Linked DNA regions of Cyprinus carpio: region 2 is linked to region 1. Evidence: chromatin contacts called from public Hi-C data. All regions are on one chromosome and are shown on one strand. The core of a region is the stretch at or near the end of the contact, and the rest is flanking DNA. Distances in the headings are between cores, read along the strand shown. Region 1 holds the start of LOC109079321 (cyclic AMP-dependent transcription factor ATF-4-like). Region 2 overlaps LOC109065948 (beta-1,4-mannosyl-glycoprotein 4-beta-N-acetylglucosaminyltransferase-like).

The links. A called contact is a pair of places that touch in the nucleus more often than the background predicts.
Region 2: a contact with region 1 is called in a Hi-C map of liver, with 4 times the contacts expected there. The contact joins the enhancer-like site here to the promoter of LOC109079321 in region 1. A contact is called at or near these places in 3 of 8 Hi-C or Micro-C datasets (liver and skeletal muscle).

Annotation. Positions count from the first base shown.
Region 1 is chrB6:502,006-507,973 of ASM1834038v1, reverse strand. LOC109079321 (cyclic AMP-dependent transcription factor ATF-4-like) reads left to right here and starts at 4,523. Exons shown (of 3, transcript XM_042725256.1): 1 at 4,523-4,683; 2 at 5,607-5,968. The coding sequence starts at 5,718.
Region 2 is chrB6:564,682-571,130 of ASM1834038v1, reverse strand. LOC109065948 (beta-1,4-mannosyl-glycoprotein 4-beta-N-acetylglucosaminyltransferase-like) reads left to right here. Exons shown (of 3, transcript XM_042725264.1): 2 at 814-1,129; 3 at 2,531-5,137. The coding sequence starts at 815. The coding sequence ends at 3,937. Among protein-coding and RNA genes, the nearest start is that of LOC109065890, 13 kb to the right of the region's middle. Within about 2 kb of position 4,225, at least 4 of the 8 cell types and tissues checked have an H3K27ac peak or open chromatin away from gene starts, as enhancers often do. A contact at or near this core is called in liver and skeletal muscle, where this site is marked.

The DNA of each region.
Region 1 (5,968 bases), core at 3,274-5,773:
TGGGGAGTCTGCTCAAAATCTCCTGTGTTTTGACATTTCTGTGTTGAAAGTTTGGACTGAAGCAGACGAGCACTGGTCAGGGACTGTGATATTACAACACTAAGGTCAAAAACCCAAGATGAGCTAAATAAAATCACAAGATGTTTATCACCAGTATCACAACCTAAAAATGAGGAAAGAATTATTGAGACACATATTTATCAGAGTTTTGTTAAATGCTCATATGATGTGTGAGTCTGAACTTATCCTTTATCAGAGCAGATCAACAGATGTAAAGGCCTTGACACTGAGAAAAAGATTTTAAAGGTTTGAAAACTGATCCAACGCAAAAGCTTCCATTCACAATGACAATGAAATAGTAGTAGAAAGAAAGAAAGAAATATTGTACTATACTCAACAGACCGTTTTAAATCGCCAGTGAAATATGTACAGAAACATTCTCATCTCATTCATAAGCACACGGATAGCGTTGAATCAGCCCTGCAAATTAATATAAAATATTATTAAAACCACATATTATACAGACACATTATATTTAATGGTATTTTATTATTTTTATAGTATTGAATGTGTTATACTTTTAACAAAGCATTTGCAGTGGGTTTTTACAAGCTGTATTTAAGCATGTTGAGTTTTTGTTGCATTTACACAATTTTGACCAGCGGGTGTCACTAGCATGTGATGCTTAGAGCGCTTCGAAACAGTGAATTATTTTGCAAAGCGATTGCTTCAGTTGATTCGAAGCTTCGAAAATTGCTTCGAAGCTTCATTCTCCCAATCACTAGTAGGCAAAGTGATATTTATAAAAAGCATTGTTATATATGTTTCCTTGCAGATGGAGTGAAGTGTAAGCAGAAGAAGAGCAGCTCTCATAATTCTGCGCTGATGGAGCAGATCAGTAGCGAAAAACAGGGCATTCAGAGACAGATCCGGCAGATGCAGTGAACCGGAGGATTGGTGCGGAGCACAAACACAGTCAAAGACAAACACATCCGGTCTGTTCTGGGTGAGTCTGACCTCCTCAAACTTCCTCAAAACTCCTCAAACCTGCTGAGACAATCTTAAACATACTTAAAACCTGCCTAAACATCATCAAACCAGCTCAGATGATCTCAAACCTGCTTAAACACCAGCAAACCTACACAGAACCCCTCAAACCTGCTCAGAGAATCTCAAAACTACTTAAACACCAGCAAACCTGCACAGAACCCCTCAAACCTGCTCAGATAATCTCAAAACTACTTAAACACCAGCAAACCTGCACAGAACCCCTCAAACCTGCTCAGAGAATCTCAAAACTACTTAAAACCTGCTTAAACACCAGCAAACCTGCACAGAACTCCTCAAACCTGCTCAGAGAATCTCAAACCTATTTAAAACCTGCTCAAAACCCCTCAAACCAGCTCAGACAATCTCAAACCTACTTAAAACCTGCTTAAACACCAGCAAACCTGCACAGAACCCCTCAAACCAGCACAGAGAATCTCAAAACTACTTAAAACCTGCTCAAAACCCCTCAAACCAGCTCAGACAATTTCAAACCTACTTAAAACCTGCTCAAAACCCCTCAAACCAGCTCAGACAATCTCAAACCTACTTAAAACCTGCTCAAAACCCCTCAAACCAGCTCAGACAATCTCAAACCTACTTAAAACCTGCTTAAACACCAGCAAACCTGCACAGAACCCCTCAAACCTGCTCAGAGAATCTCAAAACTACTTAAAACCTGCTCAAAACTCCTCGAACCAGCTCAGACAATCTCAAACCTACTTAAAACCTGCTTAAACACCAGCAAACCTGCACAGAACCCCTCAAACCGGCTCAGACAATCTCAAACCTACTCAAAGCCTGCCCAAAGACCCCTAAATCCAATCAAACCTCTGTAAACCTGCTCAGAACTCCTCATTCATTCTTCACGCACTGATGTGATATGACCTGCTCTGCTTCAGATTCTCATTCCCAGCTGATGCTTGTTTCTGTTTTCCTCAGACAAATACAGAGAGAAGCAGAAGAAGAGACAGCTGAAGTCAAATCTGCAGTATTTCCTGGGCGCTGATTGTGAAACACAGAGCAGAGACACGAGAGCGGTCTGAATCTCCTCCAGCTTCATCAGGTCACACACACAGATTCTGTCAGTGATGATGTGTCACGATATAACGTGTGTTTCTTTAGATCGTCCGGCAGCATGTCATCGGCCCGATCCGCCCGTCTCCAAACAGGAGAAATCCGTCTTCACTGAGAAGGACTTCCAGAAGATCCAGAAGGAATATTTCTCAATTCTCTAGTGTCTGGGAGCTGATGTGTGCCGTGGGATAACACATTTGACTTGGACAACAGACTGATTTTTTAAGAAACAAGGAAATAATAAATGGAATTTAAAGCAGAGAACTGTGCAATACTGCTGCTGTAAAACTGAAAGTTACTAGTGTGAAAAGAGTACAGAAAGAAAGAAAAAAAAATCTAAACACACTGAAGCCCATTAGACTCAATTAAGCTGCAATTCTTTGTACTATTTCTAATACATTTAAACTCATTTAGGCTTCCACTCTGTCTAATATTTCTAATCTGTCTATCTATCTATCTGTCTATCTATCACATGGCAACCTCCCAGAACACCATAGCTACAACCTAGCATCCACCCCAAGTAACCTAGCAACCGCATAGCAACACCTTAGCAACCAACCTGAGTACCCTAGCAACCGCATAGCAACACTCTGGCAACCACCCTGTGTACCCTAGTAACCACCCTAGCAACCACCCCAAGTACCCTAGCAACCGCATAGCAACACCTTAGCAACCAACCCGAGTACCCTAGCAACTGCACGGAAGCACCCTAGCAATCACCCCGGGTACCATAGCAACCACACTAGCAACCACCCTAAAAAGAAGGTCTTTTGAAGAATGTTAGTAAGTAAACAGTTGACGGTACCCATTGAGTTCCGTAGTATGGATAAACATGCTATGGAAGTCAATGGCTACCAGCAACTGTGTGGCTACACACATTATTCAAAATATCTTATTTACTATTCAGCAGCTGAAAGAAACCCGTACAGGTTTGAAACATCAGATTTAACGATGACAGAATGATCATTTTTGGGTGAACTATATCTTTAAGCTATTTTTTCCTGTTTTTTACGATGTAGGCTAAGATTCTTTCAAAACTGTCTGCATGCAGCATGATCTTCTGCTAAAGGTGCGTGAACACTCGAGACGCTCTGATGGAGGGATACACTTGTATAAGATCCAGTGTGAATGTGTGAAGGACGGGTTAGTTTGATATCAAGCAGGAATACCACACAAATAGAGCTATAGCTCATCAATCAGTGAAAGACAGGCTGATGCAGCAAATGTTTTCCGTGACGTTTGGTCATTTCTTTCTCAAACTCTTTGTTTCTGCTCTGTCTTTTTCACCACTCCATCACTTTCAAAATGAATAGGAAAACCATTGTGTGTAGTCAACTAAACCCTCATGAGAAACTAAACTCCCACCTGCACACGCGGATCCAGCAGAAGAGCGTCTTCAAAGACACGTCTCTTCTGCCCACCAGATCCACACCACGTCTCTTCTGCTAACCAAACAAAAATACATTTGATCAAAAATACAGAGAAATGTTATTACAATTTAAATCAAGTCTTTTCTGTGTGAATATCTGCTAAAATTTAATTTATTGCTGTGATCAAAGCTACATCACTGCAAAAAATTATTTTCTTGCTTAGTATTTTTGTCTTGTTTTCTAGTAAAAGTATCTAAAAATTCTCGAATCAAGATGAATTTACTGTACAAGTAAAATAACTAAGATATCATGTCTTGTTTTCTGAAAAAATTGTCAAAAATATCTGCCAATATACCTTTAATATATATTGCCAATATACATTTGTGACTAAATACACTTTTTAAATACAGAGATAGTATGTTAAAGCACGTTTTAGATGACCTTAAGTTTATTTTAATTTTGACCGCTGCATTTCATTTTTAGTAGGCCTATATTAAGTACAAAATTAAAATAGAGCAGTTTAAGTACATTATACGGAAGTGCACTTTCTTAATGTTCACTAAAGGTCAGACTCCTGCAGTTTCTTATAACTCTGTTTTTCTCTCGTGCAGACATGCATTCTTGTGTTGTACCTTCGCAAAAGAGTCAAAATAATAATAATAAAAAGATTGTCCTTAACTACTGGCATAGTTTGAGTATTTCGTGTATGTTTAACACTGTCCAATCGTTATAAGAATTACTTTAACTTAGCGTAAACCTCGCTTGTCAATGAAATCTTAAAGTATATCGCTCGTAAAATCTGTCATTTATTCGAACTATCTAATATATTAACGTAATTGCGACGAGTTTGTTTCGTGTCTGAGCTCCGCGCGCATGACCCACATCCCGTGAGAAAGTAAATATTTAGGTACTATTTGTTTGGTAATACTGACAGGCGCAGAGGCCAATCAGCAAGCAACCACTGGCGGAGTGATACGCGCGGAGGAAGCGTACTGTGTGGGTGTGATGCGCGCGTATATAAGCGGCAGCGCAGCCATTTCTCTGTTTTCTCTCTCCAGCGCTCCAGTCTCTCCGCGCGCAGCTCTCCCGCGGGAATCATGGCAGTGTAGCGGCTAGCACCGGCAACCATCGCGGCGGCGAATCCGGCAGTGCAGCGGTCAAGTGCACTGGCTCTATTTGGCAAAATGGCGTAAGTATTTCTCAGGTGTAATAATTAAATTGTCACGAACTCGTCGAAGGTTTTAAAAGCGGTTGTATTTGTTACTATTAGTTTTAACAAGTAGCCTAGTTTGGCGTTTAGCAGGTTTACAGTGTGGCTGTGTAAAGTGTTTTCGGTTTGATTCTTCCGTCGTTGTTTGCCAGACAGACACGCGCTAATCCATGAAATAAACAATCGGTTTTTGTCGCGAAGCGGCAACGTGGCGCCTCAAAATGGCGCGAGGGCGTCAGAGACACCTTCATCTTGCGAAGGGGGCGGGGCGGGGCTTCCCGTACTCATGACCATATTAGGAGATGTTCTCGGGAAGGGCGGGGAAAGTCCTGCCTAGAGGGGAACCACTAGATGGGTTAATAATAGTTACTAGTGCTGGTAAATACTAGTGATGGGAAAGTGTGTGTGTGTGGGCAGCTTGAGTTCCTCCCAGATGGCATCTAGTTTGATCGGCCGGTTTAACTGGAACACCTTTAGGTGTTTAGAGACTGGATGAACTGGTTTACGGTGCTGGTAATCTCAACTGGTTATCCAGCGTGAGGAAGTGAATTAAAAATACCAGTGTGTCATTAAATCTTCCCTCCAGCAAGGGTTGGGACTCGAGAACTGGTTCCTCTTTGTTCTAAAAAAAAAAAAAAAAAAAAAAAAAGCTATTTACATAACATCATAATAGTATGCGTAGGAGTGTGATTTGTAAATTCTGAGTAAATTAACCTTGTGAATGCATTTTCCAGTTAATACTGTCCTTTTTTTTTTTTTTAATTAATAAATAAACATAATGATATTAGTATTGTTGATGAAACTCAGAATTTCCAGTCCCAGTTAGTCACTTGGAAAGTCTAATTTCCGCTTTGGTTCTTCAGCGCTGTCTCTGTAACGTCGTCTCCCCTGGTTTCTTTCAGGTCCCTTGTGGCATCCACCCACAGCTCTGCTGCTGTAGACAGCACATCCACAGCGTTCACCAGCGCTCCAGAACCCCTGTCCCGCTCCGCTCCGCCTCTGACCCGCGTGCCATGTCTGTGGGTGTCTCAGATGAGTCTGGAGGTCTCAGTGGGGGCCCCTGTTCCTGGGGCCCCTCATCTCTGATGGCTGACCCCTTTGGGCCCCTTCTGGACGAAGATGAGGAGAGCGCTCTGTCGGAGGGGTGGTCTTCGCCCCTCTCCTCTTCCTCCTCTCTCTCGCCCCTCTCTCCCTCTCGTCCCGCTTCTGTAGGGTGTAAGTCTCTCTCCTGGCCGCCTGCGCAGACGGAGCCCGAGCAGAGCAC
Region 2 (6,449 bases), core at 2,976-5,475, 63 kb before region 1:
AGAGTGTTTCCTGCGTTAGAGCACCTGATTGTCCAATCACGTCGCTGCTGAGCGCTCTGTTCCTCTCATTCGCTCGGTTAGCTGGGTATTTAACAGCTGCCTCTTCCTGTACAACATGTCTGGTCCAGGAAATCTGTTTATTTGCTTTGGAGTCTGACTGAACTCCGTGTCCGATAGGGACTCTGTGTGTATATAATTGGTTCTCGTGAGGTGTTTTGTTACTATCCCTGAGGATCTGGAAGGTCAGACACACTGAGGAGCTTCTGTTCTTCAGCTGCTCTGAAAAACCGTTCATGAGCATTTCATCTAATCGTGAACACTGAGCACTTTACATTACAATCACGTACAGCATTCCAGTGAGGATAATGCCACAAAATGCACTTACGGCTATGATGCACTCCAAATAAGCTTAAGACGTCTTGGGAGGCACTCTGATAACCGGCTGCTTCCCATAGATTGTGATTTGTCTGTGTTTGTTTAGACATTCATATCATCTGAAATATATTCAAATCAACCACATTTCCAATTCCCAAATATATTTATGACTGCTTCTCTTTCATTTGTGTGATTTTTGCAGGAGCTTATTAAAAATATTGTCGAATGCACAGAGAAACTCCGTGTACAATGAAATGCTTTCCGTCACTCGTTTCTGATGTGATACTACAAAATGCACATTAAAACAGGGTGATGGAAACGGCTAATACCCCACTGAATTTAGCACTTGAATATGAATTTGTAAGATTGTTCATCAGTTATAGTTTCTCTTCCAAATCTAAGTCTGATATCTGTTCCAAATCTCTCTCTGTTTCTCAGGATGAAAATGAGACGTCACAGGGTTTTCTTGATTTGCACGGTGGGACTGTGTGTCATCTCCTTCCTGCATTACTACAAGGCTCTCCACTATGTGTCCCTGCTGAGGGAGTTGTCTGCACCTTACCCTAACATCAAATCCTTCATCATGGTCACTGGTTTCTTCTGGAAGGAGGGCACCAACCCACTGTCCCGCGTGTCTCCGGAGGAAGGGCCTCGGCTGGTCCACAGCAAGTCCCGGGCCGGAGAAAAACCTGAAGCACCACATCCGTGGAAGAGACCTGAAGATCCACAGCGCAGGAGCTCAGGGACTACAGAGGTACCAGCGCTGCTCTTCTCTGAAGTCATGTGTGATTTCACCAAAACAAACACTCCCCCGTCTGTCATTGGTTAGTCAGACAGATAGCCCCGCCCCCAACTCATCCGATTGGTAGGTTAGGGTAGGGCTGGGCTGAACGATTTTTCAGATTTTATCAATTAATTCGAATTTAATGTTTTGCCACGATCAGACTAAAAGCTGCTGTTCGCTGTTTTTACAGAACATCTTTAGTTAATAATAGTCTACTGGTGTTATACCTTCAGTCATTCTGAATTACCTTGATTTCTGCGATATTTTTTAAAGCATTTTCCTCGAATATATGTATAAGACAAGTTTGTACAAGATGTAGTTCATGCATCTTTTCTGCAAATATATTTAACAAGTGATTTGTTGAACATTTACATCATGTTGACGGCTTCATGTGTGCTGCACTCGGAATAGAATTTTCTTTAACTAGCGGGTTAATACAGAAAAAGTTACTTGAATCATGCTGTAGTTACATTTTCAAGTTGACTATGAAGTTAAAATTCGTAAAAAATTGATAATCGGTCAAACTCCCATTGTGTCAAGTTTTTCACGACAATTGTTCGTAATGAGCAAGTTTTAAGCAGTCAGATGCTCACTTTTGTTTGCTTTGGCATATGAAAATAAAAGTAGATTTGATGCTGTGCAATTCACTCGAGATGTAGTATGTGGTGGTTTGCTACTAGAACTAGAACATGGTCCGCTGTAATCAAATAAAACGGATCATTCCGGTGCTTGATTCTGATTGGTTGAGGTGCGATCGAAGCTGTTGTAAATTACTCTACAAACATACATCTTTGTTTACTTCCGTGTGTTGCTCGGCAACCACTTTGTTGCAACCACAACCTTTTGTAAGGAACTACATTGTTTGGCGGAAGAATAATGTTTTTATTAATATTACATTTTATTTGTTTTGTTTTATTTTGTGAAACCTTGCTACATTTATGGAATCACCGTTTTATAAAAGCAATACGCCCCGTGAAGCCGTTGTTTACAGTGAATTTATAACAGCTGAGGACGCTTCGTGTCATGCCTAACAACGCCCCTTAGCTATCATAAATTCACTGTAAACCACGGCTTCCTGCGGCTTATTGGTTTAATGATTTGTGTCATTTGTTTTGCCCTAAGGCTGATGATACTCAGGGCAACTTTTTTGAGCACTGTTGCTTGGGCACTATCCCATTGAGAATGGGTAACAAATTTCTATCTGGACATTTTAGATCATTGGCCCCGTGTCTCACCTGGTTGCCTGTTGATGTTAATGTTGCCTGGCAACATTGCTCAAAAAGTTGCCCCATGTATCATCACCCTAAGAGTCAGTGAAACTTGTGTCCAGATTTTGCTGTCTTCTCATGGATCTTGTTCTTCATTAATCAGGTCCATAAGGGAGGTTTGATCGCCTCGACCAACCAAAAGCCTGACCCACAGAGAGACGCTGCGGTGAACAAGCCTCAACCACGTCACGCCTCTACTCCAGACGCGCTGGAATCCCTGGGCGACCTGCACCGCCGCACCCACGTCCTCAAGGATGACCGCTCTCCTTACTTCATCCGCACCAAAGCAGGCGCTCTGTGCTTCCGTCAGGGGACAGAGGTGGCACAGCCTAAAGATGAGATGTTGAAAGTGAGACCCAGCGTAGCTGGCCTCGGCAAGCGGACAATACTGCAGAAGCCGGACGAGTCGAAGACGCCAGTGAAATCAGTGGAGGAGTCTGGAGCCTCTCGAGGGAAACCCAAGCGCGGCAAGCGACTTGTGAAGTGCATTTGTCGGCCGGGCTGGCACGGTCCTTACTGCGGAGTGCCCACTATGGTGTACCACTCCAATCTGCCCACGAAAGAGAGACTGACCCCCCGCGAGACGCCTCGACACGTCATAAACGCCATCAACGTGAACCACGAGTTTGACTTGTTGCACGTGCGCTTCCGCGAGCTCATCCGGGCCGTGGATCTCTTCCTCGTGTGCGAGTCCAATTTCACGGCGTACGGAGAGAGGCGTCCGCTGAGATTCCTGCATCTGCTGCTCAACGGAACGTACGATTACGTGCGCCACAAGATCCTCTACGTCTTCCTGGACCATTTCCCAGAGGGCGGCCGACAGGATGGCTGGATCGCCGATGACTACCTGCGCACGTTCCTGACTCGTGATGGCATGTCGAGGATCGCAGGCTCGAGATCCGACGATGTTTTTCTCATCAACGATGCAGACGAAATCCCGGCTCAGGAGGGAGTCATTTTCCTTAAGCTTTTTGATGGCTGGACGGAGCCTTTCGCCATCCACATGCGGAAGTCCCTGTACGGATTCTTCTGGAAGCAGCTGGGCTCCCTCGAGGTGGTGTCCGGATGCACCGTCGGGATGCTGAGGGCCGTCTACGACAACGATGGGATTCGGCTCCGGCGGCGGGAGTACTACACCATGCCGGGATTCCGGAAGTACGAGAACGACACCGGACACATCTTGGTGCAGTGGTCGATTGGAAGTCCGTTCCATTTCGCAGGCTGGCACTGCTCCTGGTGTTTCACGCCAGAGGGAATTCACTTTAAACTTATTTCGGCCCAGAACGGGGACTTTCCTCGCTGGGGCGACTACGAGGACAAGCGCGATCTCAACTACATAAAGGATCTGATCCGAACCGGGGGCTGGTTCGACGGCTCCGTGCAAGAGTACCCTCCATCAGACCCTAAGGAGCACATGTACGCCCCCAAATATATGTTGGATAAATACGATCACTACCGCTACTTGTTGGAGAACCCTTACGCCAGGCAGTCCAACCTAGGAGGTGCGTAGAGCAGAATGAGGGCCAAAGATGGTTTGACAGTAAGCAAGGGGAACAGAGAGGGAGAGAAGAGGACGCTGTCCTGTTCCTCTCTTTCCTCATTCTCTCATTGGTCCCAACATCCAACACCGTCCAATATGTGAACGCAGGCCATGCAGACACCAACAGCAAACCTTTCTGTTTGGGTCTAAGTTTACATGAATGATTTCCAGCTTTCTTTTTAGAGACTCTGTGTTCACTGTACAAGACTGTGTGTGTGTGTGTGAGAGAGAGAGAGAGAGTGAATGTGTGTGTGTGCGATCAGACTGAATTTAATTGGTGCACAGACTTTCTTGCCTGCACTTCAGAATCAAAATAAGGAAACTCATTGCGCAATGCCACATTTTTGGGTTCGTTGACCGCTTGTAAATTCCTCCAAACTCAAACGTCTTTTTCCTTGGTCAAAAAAATATCTTTGTATCATTGTGAGCTGTTCTGAAAGAGTTTGTGGACGAGAGAGAGAAAGAGGCCATTCGAGAGAAACAAGGCTTTGTTTGAGCTCTGCTGGGTTCTGATTGAGCTGATATGTGAGAGAGATCCGCTCGGACAACACAAATGAGCTTCCTGTTTGAGAAATCCTTGCGGAAAACATCCTAAAGCTGGGAAAAGAGCTGTTTTCAAGTCAGATATTTAATCTGTGAACACCACCCATGTTGTGCACAAGAATGGGGAGACGCCTGATAAAAATAGGTCAGAGGCTCTGTTCCAAACTAGTGAGATGCCTATGTAGGCAACACTTTAAGGCATCACAGCTGCACCAAGGTTGTTTCAAATCATCTGCTGCCTTCTAAGATTCTTTTGGCCAAATTTAAAATTCTAATTCATTTTTTTTTTTTAGAGAAAGCATGATCTGAGAATGCATTGCAACAATCTAAAAATAAAAAACATCCATGATGGCGGACAAAGACTTGGTTGTAAATGCAATGCATTCAATACAGAAAAGCATATAAACAGTTTAGTCCAATGTGTAGTTTTTATTGTTAGTTTAGCAACATGCATCACACTTAACTGGAATCAGCAAAGAAGCAGCTCACAGTGTTTTGGAACAGAGCCATGCAGTGTTTTGTGGTCTTGGCTCTCTCGTGTTTTAATTTTAAGTCAGAGGAGGAAACAGTTTCTTATGAAATCCAGTTCTGGAAATACCCTGTTCTCAGAGCCCTGAACCCATATCATCGAATCCAACATACCTCATTAAATAAGATCCCTGCCATAATAAATACTAACGTTAACAATACTATCTCGTTCTTCTGGCGCTGTTAAAGTCAACATGAAATCAACATTGACTCTCTTCATTCATGTCCCTATCTTATTGTGAACGCCATTAATATTACAGCTGACATCATCAATCCACCCAAACCATCTGATCACTTCATCATGGAGAAAAAAAATCAAGTCCCATCCTACATTAATTCTCACACTTTCATTCCAGAAATACAAGTACAGTGGGTTGTGAATGTCATTGTGAATGTTGATTTAAATCCCCAAAATGATCAGCAATGAACGAACTCCCACAAACATGGAATCACTTCCGAAGAACATTATCTCTCTGTCAGACATGCTGCTAAAAACAGGTCTCCAGATATAGAAAATATCTGTGCGGGGAATTAAAATACTGCCATGGTGAAATATACACCACCAGTAGTCAAGGGTCATGAATTTACGCTCGCATGTGACTTACTCACTGGTGTCTGTGTAAAAGGTAATGTGTGCTGTTCGTGCCGCTGACTGCTGTTCTGTGTCCCAACAGCAGCACATTATAAACAGACTAAAGATAGAGACAGCGTTCGATGTCCGGAGACATAACAGGTCTCAGCAGATAGACAGGTGCACAAGCGTTTATAGTGCGTTTATCATCCGTCAGGGTCTCAGATTGTGATCGCAGTGCGCTCGTGACCTTCATGTGCACAGTAAACCAGAGATAGAATGACATCTCAAGGATGTCTCCAAATCTGTGTGAATTCCACATGGGAACAGAGTCGGAATGCTGAGCTTTTATTCCAGTGACCTCTGGTGAGACGACTGCATTCTGGTCCTGAAACTCCAGCGTTAATGAGCAGACTGGAGTTGGTTTCATTCTTACTGAATCACAATCAGTTCACGTCTGCATATCAAGCAGCCTTCAGCTCACAGACTCTCTCTCTCTCTCTTGCTCAGTAAACAAACATTCACTGTTTTGGACTTACTGTCTTTTGTGTTTTGTGATGTTTGCTGTTTTAAATGTTGTTGCGGTTTACATTATTTATCTTATTTATTACTTTCCTGTTTCTGTGTAGAAAAGGGAAGCTCGGTCTGTCAGAGAAGTGAGAAGTTCTTCTCTGACTCCGTATGAAAGACTGTAACGCTTCTCTCCTCCACGTCATCCCTCCATCCCGTCCTCTCGCACCGTATTATTCATCTTAAACATGATGGTAAAAGTCACTCTTCTTGGCCAGAAACACTTTATGCTAGTATGCACATGCACATGCTCTTGTGCTGTTGAGATTT